2 separate regions of the Zea mays genome follow, and region 1 is linked to region 2. A link is a contact called in public Hi-C data. All regions are on one chromosome and are shown on one strand. The core of a region is the stretch at or near the end of the contact, and the rest is flanking DNA. Distances in the headings are between cores, read along the strand shown. Region 1 holds the start of LOC103636280. Region 2 holds the start of LOC100279592.

Evidence for each region. A called contact is a pair of places that touch in the nucleus more often than the background predicts.
Region 1: a contact with region 2 is called in a Hi-C map of tassel, with 3 times the contacts expected there. The contact joins the promoter of LOC103636280 here to the promoter of LOC100279592 in region 2. A contact is called at or near these places in 4 of 25 Hi-C or Micro-C datasets (bundle sheath, ear, leaf and 1 more).

The regions. Positions count from the first base shown.
Region 1 is chr1:72,822,957-72,829,354 of Zm-B73-REFERENCE-NAM-5.0, forward strand. LOC103636280 reads left to right here and starts at 5,014. Exons shown (of 10, transcript XM_008658646.2): 1 at 5,014-5,417; 2 at 5,635-5,694; 3 at 6,340-6,398. The coding sequence starts at 5,292.
Region 2 is chr1:72,630,581-72,636,424 of Zm-B73-REFERENCE-NAM-5.0, forward strand. It overlaps LOC100279592, which reads left to right and starts at 2,798. Exons shown (of 3, transcript NM_001317831.1): 1 at 2,798-3,028; 2 at 3,700-3,781; 3 at 3,917-5,142. The coding sequence starts at 3,700. The coding sequence ends at 4,782. LOC103636270 reads left to right here. Exons shown (of 3, transcript XM_008658634.4): 2 at 680-777; 3 at 1,034-1,507. The coding sequence ends at 1,270.

The DNA.
Region 1 (6,398 bases), core at 3,764-6,263, 190 kb after region 2:
TAGATCACACATTTTTAAAAAGAATAACTTTTTATTACAACCCTTGCGTGTAATGTTTTTGAAAAGCGAACGCTCTTTTCGTTAGGCTTTCTTTTAGCTTTACATATGGTGAATGTTGTATGTTATTGAGTGGTGTTTGTTCTTCTTGTTTGTTTGTGTGATATTCAGTGGTTGATCTAGTAGTTAAGAATCAAGACCTATTCCTATCCGTGGAAGAACCTCAAGTTTTCAATAAGCAAGGCAAGTGGACTTCTCCCTCTGCATACTCTGTTTGATCCCAAACAATACATTTAATAAAGTTTATTCTTGGATATATATGCATAATTTGATGGGTTACCTATTTAGATACCCCTAACCTTTCCAACCTTACTCCTTGTTTAACCTGGGATTATGATCTAATCATGTAGCTATGCTATTGCTACAACTTTAAATTTATGCAGTCACTCCTGTTTATGATATTAATGTTCCAAATGGTAAGTTTACTTTATTGTTATTAACCCGATGGTTAACACAAGATTATTGCATATTAATTGGAACATGAAGTGACCACCCGGGAAAACAGTGCTACCATGAGAACTATCATGGCTCTGGTCTTGGCTAAATAACTAGGGAAGTCTTATGTTGGGTGCTGGTCATGGTCGACCGGAACGGGGGCATCTGGCAAGCGCTTATAGTTCCGGCTCAGGCAGATTGGATACGGGCATAGTTCCCAAAGCTTTACCCTGTAGTCTGGACTACAAGTTGGTTACGGTAGGTGTACCTTATGTAGTTGACCATTTCCAGCATTTGCGTAATGAGGACTCTAGGGAGAAGCCTCGTAGTGAGACCCTGGCCATTCACCTCGGAAGTGAATACGGGTCTAGCTAACCCGGCCTAGAAGGGAATCACGACTCATGGGTAAAGTTGTACCACCTCTGCAGAGTGTAAAACTGATATATCTGTCGTGCTCACGGTTATGAGCAGCCTGGACTCCTCACATGATAATTGAACTTGAAGATGGAAATAAATCGAGATCCGATGATCTGCCAATGGTTTGCTTAAGTGGTTTCACTTAAGTGTTTTGATATACTCTTGTACCTTTATTTAATGAGAATACTTGGGATTCACACTTATTAGTAAGACATGTGTTGTTAATAAAATGTTGACCAACTAAAATGCTTATTGCTCAACCTTAGTGAGAGGGAAATGTGCCCTTGGGCCATTTCTAAGTATTTTGGTGATTAAGTGACCAACACAAGTGCTTAAGTGTTAAATTATGCCAAGTGATGGACAAAGTGCAAATCAAGAGTAAAGGTATGTTTCTAAGACTTAGTACATTGTTTTGGAGATTAATGTATTGTGTCTAAGTGCTAGAAACAGGAAAAGACCAATTTGGAAAAGACTTGGCTGAGCAGCCAAGACTCTGCGCAGTCTGGATGCACCGGACTGTCCGGTGTGCACCGGACAGTGTCCGGTGCGCCAGGCTGACTCTAGCGAAATGGCTGCTCTCGGGTTTCGTCGGCGGCGTACGGCTATAAATCACCGGACTGTCCGGTGGTGCACCGGACTGTCCGGTGAGCCAACAGTCGACCACGTAATCTGCGCGCGACGCGTGGCAGAGCCAACGGTCAGAAGGGGGCACCGGACTGTCCGATGTGCACCGGACAGTGTCCGGTGCGCCAACGGCTCTGAAACTCCAACGGTCGGCTTCGCCAAAGAAGGAAAGAAATCCGCACCGGACAGTGTGCGGTGGTGCACCAGACTGTCCGGTGCGCCAGGCGACAGAAGGCAAAAATTGCCTTCCTGGAATGCTCTCAACGGCTCCTAGCTGCCTTGGGGCTATAAAAGGGTCCCCTAGACGCATGGAGGAAGACACCAAGCATTCTCTAAGCATTCCTAAGCACCAAGACTCTAATTCCGCGCATTCGATTCTTTGTGATAGCAATTAGAGCTCCATTTGAGTAGAGAACTCTTTGGGTTGTGTTGTGAGCTCGAGTTGTGACTTGTGTGCGTGTTTGTGCTCTGATTTTGTGTCTTGTGTGCGTTGCTCATCCCAGCCTTACTTCCGTGCTTCTTTGTGAACTTCAATTGTAAGGCCGAGAGGCTCCAAGTTGTGGAGATTCCTCGCAAGCGGGATATAGTAAACAAAGCAAAACACTGTGGTACTCAAGTGGGTCTTTGGACCGCTTGAGAGGGGTTGATTGCAACCCTCGTCCGTTGGGATGCCACAACGTGGAGTAGGCAAGTGTTGGACTTGGTCGAACCACGAGATAAACCACTGTGCCTATCTGTGTTGATCTTCTTGTGGTTATCGTGTCTTGCAAGAACTCCTCTCTAGCCACTTGGCTTTATTGAGCTAACTCTTAATCAAGTTTTGTGGCATTAAGTTTCAAGTTTTTACAGGATCACCTATTCACCCCCCCCCCCCTCTAGGTGCTCTCACTTAGCCTCACCTTGTTAAACTTGGATTAGTTTTTCCCCACTTGCTGAGCCCCGACCATAAGTGAGCTCACCCTTGCTTAATTTTGATCAGAAGTTTGCAGATGAAGATTTTGATGATGAACTCGATGGATGCTAGTCTAGTGATTTCCCCCGGTCATCTTCCTGTGGATGGATGTCCTTGTTTCGCTGTACTTTGATGAAAAAAGGTTAAGACATTATGTCTGTTCGAAGTGTAATATATTAATATAATATTTATTTACACTTTTATGCATTATTCTTTTGATATATTACACTTGTGATGTTAACATATGTGTGGAAATAGATCCTGGCATACATATGCTATGCACCCGGCTCTGCCCCTTGGAAACGGGTGTGACAGATAGAGATCAACTAATAGAATTGGTAAAGATGTATGTTGTTGAAATTGATCACTATGAACTTATAAAGCTTACAAAACAACTTGATCTATTCATTGCTGATGTGAGATCTAACCCTAAAATTGTTAATTTTTATGACCTTAATGGTCTTGCTATTATTATGATTGAAATTGAGATGAATAAAATATTTTGGAACGATTTATTGTATTGTTGAACTAGTCTTCATTTTGCCTGTTGTTGAGCGAGCCTTGATTTTTGCATGTTGCAATTATGAAGATAGGGAATGATTAGTCAAATCATAGAATGGTTTGTTATATTGTACGAGATATTTTTGCAAGCATGGAAGATAAGAATATTTTATAGTATTTTCAAGAATTGAAAGTTATTTAAAAAAGCTACCTTCATTACCTCCTATCAATGCGAGTGGTATGTTGTGTATTTTTGTTCTATTTTTTTTTTGTCTTTTTAATAACATCTTGAGTTTATCGGTGGAAGAAATTATCCATAATTAGGTATTTTTCTTTTATTGTGGCCTGTTTTATGAAGTCGTTTTACTAGTATACTATTGTCATTTGGCTCTAAAAATTAACGGTGTATATAATTTGATATGGGATACATATGCACTTAGGGCTTGTTCGGTTATTCCCATTATACATGGATTGTATGGGATTGGAAAAAAATTAGAAGAGTTTTGACTTGCTTGGGATTTAAACCCACCCAATCCCACTCAATCCACATGGATTGAGAGCTAACCGAACAAGCCCTTAGATGGTGCCTTTAGGCGTCAAAGATTGCCAGCTCCCCGCTCCCCTACTGGTGCGAGTAGGACTGGGCGTTCGGTTCGGTTCCTCGGTTCTTGTAGAAATTCGGTTCTTCAAAAACTAGAACCGAAATAGCAAGATAAAGAAATCAAAACCGACTAGTTCGGTTCTCGGTTCTTCGGTTCGGTTCCTCGGTTCTAACCGAACTGTAACAACCACTCTAAAATTCTGAATAACGACAACTTTTGTGAGAAATTTCAGCAACATCTCCCCGCAAACAACCACGAGTGCACAATGACCATAATTTCATAGATAATACATGGATGATTAGAGGTTCAACATAAGTCGATAAAACAACATCCGAAGTTACAAACACATGTAACAAATTGAATCTAATACTTTTGTTTTTTTCGGTTCTTTCGATTCTTTGGAGTGCAGAACCGAAAATATCTCATTTATTTCGGTTCTCAAAAAAACCAGAACTGAATTTCATAACGGTTCCTTCGTTTCGGTTAGTTTGGTTTTGGTTCTCGGTTATTTCTGTTCGGTTCCTCGGTTCCGGTTCTTTTTGCCCAGGCCTAGGTGCGAGGCACGGTGACGACGACATGAGTGATGGGAGTAAAACTATAAGGACCAGTTTGTTTCGTTGGAATTGAATTCCGTTTTAATAATTATAATTTAGACAAAACTAATTAAGTTCAAATATTTATATATGTAATATATTTGTATATTATTCTAAATCATATGAGAAAGATAGTTATATACTACATTTATATTATAACGAAGCAAGTAGAAGATTGTGTTATAAGTTGTACATCGGGAAAATAGTATATAAATCTATAAAATCAATTTCCATCTCTCATCCCATGAATTTGAAATAAACTTATATGATAACTTTAAAAAGTGGTGGAATATCACATTTTAAAAAAATAACATATTTCATTAGTAAGATTTCAACTCCACAAAATAAAAGAAAACAAACAGGGCCTAAAAGATTTTGTCTAAATTTAAGCGTGTAAAGATGTGCCTCATAATAAGTAAGTATAGACGCACTATACTCTATTGCAGGCAAGAGCTCAACGAAAAAAAGACCCAACAAGTAGCATTCAGTCTCTATTTATAGAGAAAACAGATATTTAAAAGCTTATATAAGACTAAATTACTACACCGATATAGACAGGATATAAAACACCCATTCGAGTTGATCCTAAAAAAATGACAAAACAAGTAAAATTAGATAAGAAAGAAGCGACATAATAAACAGAAAAGGAATATAAGCAAGTAAAATTAGTTTTTTTAGTTATGTATTTTTTAATTTATATAATTTTTGTTTTTTCATTAATTATGTAGATTTTATGTTCTAATTTGATGTATTTATATTTTAATAAAATGATATGTTTTATGTCAACTAAAACTTTGCAAAATAAAAACGTTGCTACAGCAGTGCCAACGGTAAATAAAGTTAAATACATTCCCTTGCCTTCCTCAGCGGCTCCTCGTCCTCGGCTCCTCCCGCTCCCCTCCGCACTGTGTCGAGCCGAGCGTGCCGCTGGCCGACCTTGGCACCTTGCCCGCGCCCGCCCGAGCCCCGACGCTGCCTGAAGCAGCAAGTGACAGCTCCCCTGGGCGAGCCGGTTTACTACCAGCACGGTGAGCTTCGGTCGGGCGGAGCAGACGACAGGCAGCACACCAAGGTAGATCGACGGGCTCTACACGGACCCGATCTGCCTCTATGCTGCAACCTGGATTTTCTTCTTCCAATCACCACCACAGCGCAACGCCTGAACGGCCGTCGCTGCCGGCTACGCCAGGTGCTCAGGTCTTATTCGGCCCCTTCGCCGGCGACGAGCGCCACCAGGTACGCCCTCCTTCCCTTCCTGTTGTGTGAAACTGTGCCCACAAACACTATCTTACTATTTGTATTCGGATCTGATCTAATTTCAGGTGTATATGCATACAATATGGCTACTAACTTCGATCGCCTTGCAGAAATTATATGGTGTACATGTGTGTACACCCATGTCCTTTACTCGACCGCCCCTGATGGTTGCTATGTTTTCTTTGCCATTCTATAGGATGCGTCCGAGACTAAGTTGATGAAGCAGCCTACTTGGGTCTTCTTTGAGAAAGAATCGGTAGGTTTTTTGGCTGGTACAGAGATGCCAAGCTGAATTTCGTTACATGTGGCTTTGTCTTTATTCAAATCAGATTCAACCATTTAAATGGACTACTAAGTTCCATTGCCTTGGAGGGCCTTAGCATTCACACCTCGTTACTGTACTGCATTTGCATAATTTTGCATGCAAAACATTACAAAGTCAAAGATAGACTAGCAACTTCCACAAGGCGCATTAGCTTGTTCCTCATGTATCCATGTTAATTGTTTGGTCTTTTAGGCAAAGGAAACTTTACTGGCCACTGAAACAAGGTCTGGCTCATTCATTGAGTAGGTACACGTGACATGCTTATTGATAGGTGTATTGATGCAACCTTCTACACTTGCATTGATAGATTGGCGATGCTTAGACCATCACTGTAAGCACCTAACTGTTCCCTCAGCCCGTAAAAACTCATCACTGTCTTAATGATTCTTACTGGCATGGTATAAATAGATGTTGAAGCTGTGAATTCGAAGGATGTGCTTCTTTATTGTAGCACTGAACCAAATCTAGGAATTGAGTATGCAGTATATCTGTTTGCTAAGTGTAAATCGAGTGAGATGGTTATAGATTGTGTCTTCAATCTTCTGGAATAACTCCTAGTTTGGTTAACCATACCAGGTAACTGACTTAAGAGAACAAATTCTCCAACTCATTCAGCATGATTGTAAGGATCAAGA
Region 2 (5,844 bases), core at 1,548-4,047:
CAGGAGGGAGAAGTGGAGAAGCAAGCAGAGGGAGAGAGCGGAGAGAGAGACACTGGTGACTGGGAGAGGGAGTTGGCTGGGAGATGGAGAGGGGGACAAAGGAAGTGAGCTTAACCTAATCTTCATGGGCTAGTTGGGCTGAATTGTAGGCTGGTTGGGCTAGTTTTTTCTTTCCTTTATCCTTTTCTCTTCTTTATCATTATTTTTGTCCTATACTTTCTCAAATATCAATATTTTCCTATTTTTAAGTATATTTAAGGCGTCGCCTCGCCTCACGCTTTACCGCTTAAAAGTTTTAAAAAGGGTATGTCGCCTTACCTCCCCTTACATCTTTAACAACTATTGTTGTTTCATAGGTTGGTCATAGCATTTCATGTGATTGGAGGATTGTCCATTGTTGGATGAAACGAAAGCCTCATAATGCTAGTGTGGAATAGTTTAAAAAAATTTGAAACAGTGTACACCCAGTTTCATAACTCCTCCCCTCTCTCTTCATAACTCCCGTGTCATGTCATAATACTTGCTTATGTGGCACCCCATCTATTTTTTTAAATGTATGTTCGTGCTGACCACATTTCAGACAATAATAGGAAACTTTTAATTGATTTGTTTTTAAGGCTGAATGTCTGTTTGTTTACTGAGGGAATGTAATCTGACATCTGTGTGTTTCATGTCACAGATAATGATGACTTTGTGATCCCAAGTTTTAGTGTTGAAGAATCTGATATCGGTGACTGGGAAGCTTCACGGGCTACCGATCCTCAACCACCTCCAAAGGTCTTCTTTCTAATTATCATGCCATTGTTCTAGTTCCTTTTTTGAACGCAAAACAGCAGCATATCTTCATTTATTTGTGACATGCATGAGGACCCAGATAACTGCGAAAATTCTGTCACACTCGAGTGTTTTGAAGAAAACATGCTTGTCCAGAAAAAAACGAGAGGAGCTTTGCATTTCACAGGATAGGCTTACTTGCACTGGTAGTTTCATATATATGGTTCATAATCATTGTGCTGACGCCTTGTTGCTACAGCCCAGCAAAGATACAGAGAACATATATCTTGGACCACACGGAGCACCGCCATCTCGAGCGAAGAAGGCAGAGGATACTTGGGCTACGGCTGGGTACCGTGAGAAGAACAACAAAGCGAGGGAAGCTGAGCAGAAGGCCTTTGGAACTGGGCGGAACAGCAAAGGGGGCAACACAGGAGAATTCCATCGCCACAATGGTGGCAGCCATGGCAAGGACCCCTACAAGAGATCTGCTTAACCTTGTGTCGGTCGAGGCTCGTCCACATTGATACACCTATATCGTGCCTACACCTCAACTAAAGGAGAGTGTGGTGATCTATCCGTGTACTGGAAATTACTTCACTTGTGGCCAGCGCTATACATTCATTATCTTGAGCTGCAGGTGTTCCTGGTCAGCTGGTATGTACACACACTATCATTATACTGCTGCAGAACTTCATTGTATTTGCTTGGGATGGAAAAACCTGCCGATTCAGGGCTTGTTCGGTTATTCTTATCACATGTGGATTGGATGGGATTGGAAAAAATTGTGAAAGATTTTGACTTGTTTGGGATTGAAACCCATCCAATCCCACCCAATCCACATGGATTGAGAGCAAAACGAACAAGCCCTCATTGTTTTTGTTGTGTATGGTTGATTGAGGTTATAGCTAAGGTGAACACTGGTAACCCTCGATGAGACAGGTGGTTGAGGCGTTGCTTTGCACTGCAGATTTGTGTGGGGGTTGTCGATGCAATGATTTGCTGGTCCAAGCAGGGACAGCTGAGCTGCGTCATCATTGTGCAGCCGTCCCCGTTGGTTGATGATGATAAAGTTGCGCGGGATATATTTTGTTATTTTTGCATCCGCCGCGGCGCGTCTGGACAGTGGAATCTGGATCTGCAGGGGTTATCAGGTAAAAGCTGGTGTTGGTTCCAGATGCAACAGCCCACAGGCCTTTTGGTAGGCGTAAGGATGTGTTGCGAAAGGCAGCCTGGTCGAAAACGATGCAAGTAGTCTACCATGGCAGAAAGGAAGATACCGTGCGTGTGCGTGTGGGAACTCAGGGAAGGGGAGTGTTGCTTGTTGAGAGCGTTTTCTGGGACTGGGGTATGGAAGGCGTCGGTGACGTAGGCCCAGCATTTCCTTTTCCGAGTGCAGTTGAGTTGAGAGCGAAGGCACACCAGCACATTAAACCCAAGGACGTATCACGTCGGCACCTGTTTCATGCACGAACGGCAAAAAAAAAAAAAAACTTAAACGGAGTAGTGGCAACCCCAATGCTGCGATCCACTAGCATGAGTGTGCAGCAACAACCCCACCACGCACTGATCCGCTCTCTTGTCCCATGGAAACTACGTGACTCGTTTCTCGCCTACTCACTCGACAGAATCCCAGCACCTTTACTACTAGTACTACTAATGATCTTTGCTCTGGAATGTTTTTCTTTTGTTATAACATAGACACCTTTGCTAGCTAGATAAAGCCATAAATAAGCTAGTGGCAGACGTCGTCAGTAGAGCAGGCAGGCAGGCAGGAGCCCGCGGCGGGACCAGGGAGAATGGATTAGTTTACCAGCCAAAGCTAGCTCCACTGCACCGCATTTTGCTTAGTTCCCGGGTAAGGGTGCTAGCACTATCAACAGCAGCAGATGCACTGAACAGCTTGTGCATGCATGGTAGATGATGGAGGGCGATATGCATGAGGGAGGGAGACCAGGCGGAGCGGGTGTCCGCCAAATAAAGCGTGGTGCTTACATACAGAGGCTTAGTCGCTAAGAGCAATCGAGAGCGTCACGGCGCCAGCCTGCCTGTGCCAATCATCATCTGCTGCTGCTGGTGGTGGTGTGGTGGCGTCGTCTCAACAAAAGCGAGCCGAGCAGAGTGCTGAGGCACAAACAAGTACAACACCATCCCCTCTCTACCTTCTTATCTCTTCTCCTCGTGCACCAGCAACAAAGGTGGCAGGCACAGAGAGAGCTAGCTTTGGCCAGGCGTCCACAGCAGCCAGCACAAGGTAAGCAACCTCCATCTCTCTCCCTCCCTCCCTCCTCCTCTCTCTCTCTCTCATGCAGTCATGGCCTCATGGCAACTCATCTCCTGCCATGCATATCTGCACGTATAGCTTTGCCCGGGATCTTTTGAGCAAGCGACTCAGCTAGACGGCCACCTTTGCTTTGTTTTTTTGCTTTTTTTTCGCATTTCTCCATAACCCGTGTTGCATAAATTGAACAGAGGGGAGAATTTTGTGACACCTCCGTTCTCACCATCTCTTCAGCTTGTTATTAGTTCTGCTTCAAACCTCTGCCGCCTAAGCTACGAATTTGTTCCCAAGATACTAGTAAAGTAACTTGATGCTGCCTCCCCCGCTACTCGATTACCACGCGTGAAGTAGACAACAAGCAACGCGGTTGATTCCTTCTCCTTTTTTCTTTCTGCGAAACGGACCAACCGGCGCACCACTGTACAATACACCATTCCATTCAGGTTCAGGGATATCTAGTTAGCTTGCGAAGCACTCTGCCTACCTCGACCAGTTAGCTAGCATGTTACCACTATAATCTCTAGCTACTGCTCTCCTCTGCTTCCCATTGGGGGGGAGAACATTCTTCAATCTCGAGCTTCTTTTTTATGTACATCTGACTGTGTGTATGGAACTGAAGAACCAGAGTAGTTTGCGTTCTTCAGATGTCGACGGTGGTCATGGGGGTGGATCTTGAGTGCCACAAGTGCTACAAGAAGATCAGGAAGGTCCTCTGCAAGGTCCAAGGTTCGTTCGTTCGTTTGTTTGTTCCTGTCACGGATCCTCGGTCACAAGCCACTGTTCTGAGTTCTGACCCTCGTTCTCCAACGGAATCATGAGCCTGAGCTGATCTTATCATCTGTGCCCACCATTCGTCCACAGACAAGGTGAGCATCAGGACCATCTCCTACGACGAGAAGAACAACACGGTGACGGTGTCCGGGCCCTTCGACGCCGAGGAGGTCGCCGACAGGCTCACCGCCGACGCCGGCAAGGTCATCACCGACATACACGTCGTCGGGGGCTTCGGCTTCGGCTTGGGCGGGGGCGGAGGCGGAGGCGGAGGGAAACAACAGAAGCACGGCGCCGTCGCTCCCGGCAAGGCGCCCAAGCCAGGGAAGGCCAGCGGCAACGGGCACGGCCAGGGCGGGCACGGAGGCGGAGGCCATGGCGGCGGCGGCGGAGGCAACGGGCACGGCCATGGCCAGGCCGGCGGGCACGGAGGCGGAGGCCATGGCGGGCACGGCGGCGGAGGCAAGCCGGGTAAGAATAAGCACGTCAAGTTCGACGACATGGACATGGACGACGACTTCGACGACCTGGACATGGACGAGCCGGCCGGCCGCCACGCGCACGCGCACGCGCACGGGCACGGGCACGGCGACGGCAAGCCGAAGATCGTCAGGACGACAAACACCCCCATCGCGGCGCGGCTGGAGGCGCCCCGCACGGGCCCGGCGATGTCGATGGCCGCGGCGGCGCCCGTGAGGATGCCGATGCCGGCGATGGCGCCAATGCCGCAGCAGCAGGGCATGGGGGGCGCGCCGTCCATCTGGCCGCCCGCCCCCGAGTGGGGCTACAGCGCGCAGCCATACGGCAGCTACAGCGGCCCGCCTACTGGCGGGTACTACGGCGGCGGGGGCGGCCCCGCCGGGCACTGGCCCTATGGTGGCGGCTACGGCCGGAACCCGTACGGCCAGCAGTACTACGAGGACGAAGAGCCCAGCGCTGCGTGCAGCGTCATGTGATGTCACCGGCTCGTCTCCGCTACGCGACATCTCGTGTCACGCGCTCTCCGTGTCCACGACCACGACCACTGCTGTAAAATTATTCCTAGTGCTCGTGTATGTATGTATATTAAGCTGTATTTTTATTTTCGCCAGCCCTATTTTCACTGTTTTTTTATGGCGTTTGGTTTGCTTCATGTGTTGTCAGAGTATCTTGTTTGTTTGTGTTGTGTGTGTGTGTTTTGGAGTGGATAAAGTTCGTCATAGATTGACGGTACGGTAGTAGGACCTAGGACGAACGAAGCTCCATCTCCAGACTCCAGTGTGTATATGTATGCTACACTCTTTTATGTTCTTCTTAAACTGTGTTAATGCACGGACAACTGCACTAAGATGGAGATGCTAAAAGTTTAGGAGAAATAGCGACGGAAACTGGAACGCGTACGCGTGGATCTGAGCGGGACCACAAATCGATCCTAATTTGGCCATTTGGGTGTGGAAATTTTAAAGCGCCCTTTGGATTTGCTCTACCTTTTCTTCTTCTCAGGAGTGGGCTAGAGATGGCCGGCCCATGACCATCCCCAGTCCGCCATAACCCGTAGTGTGCATGCAATGGAAAAGGTGAATGTGATGGCCCTTACAATAGATGCCTGCCATGAATAGACGCGGCCGGCAACACCAATGCGGCAAAGCATGGCAACTGGGGGGTATGGCTAGGCTAAACGGGAACCACGTGACATGGGAGCTTGCATCTCACCTCCAACTTAGGCACTCTCCAACGGCTCACCCTCGCTGAGGGGCCGGCAATACCGTGTACGGGTGCGCCTTCCAGCCTTCTAACTAGGGTAGGGATAATAAAACAAATTCTATATAATAGAGCCGGACGCAAAGGACGCCTTCGAGCCGGTCCACGTAAGCAAAAAATTATACGTCGTTTGATTTGATTTGTACGGCTCCAGCCATCCCCACCGCCACCTCGTCCGATTTGATTTGTATGTCTGCAGACATTCCGTGGCATGCCGTCTCTCTTATCTCCCATCTCTACCTGCTCCCATCTCTGCCTGCTCAGCTCCACGCTTCCTC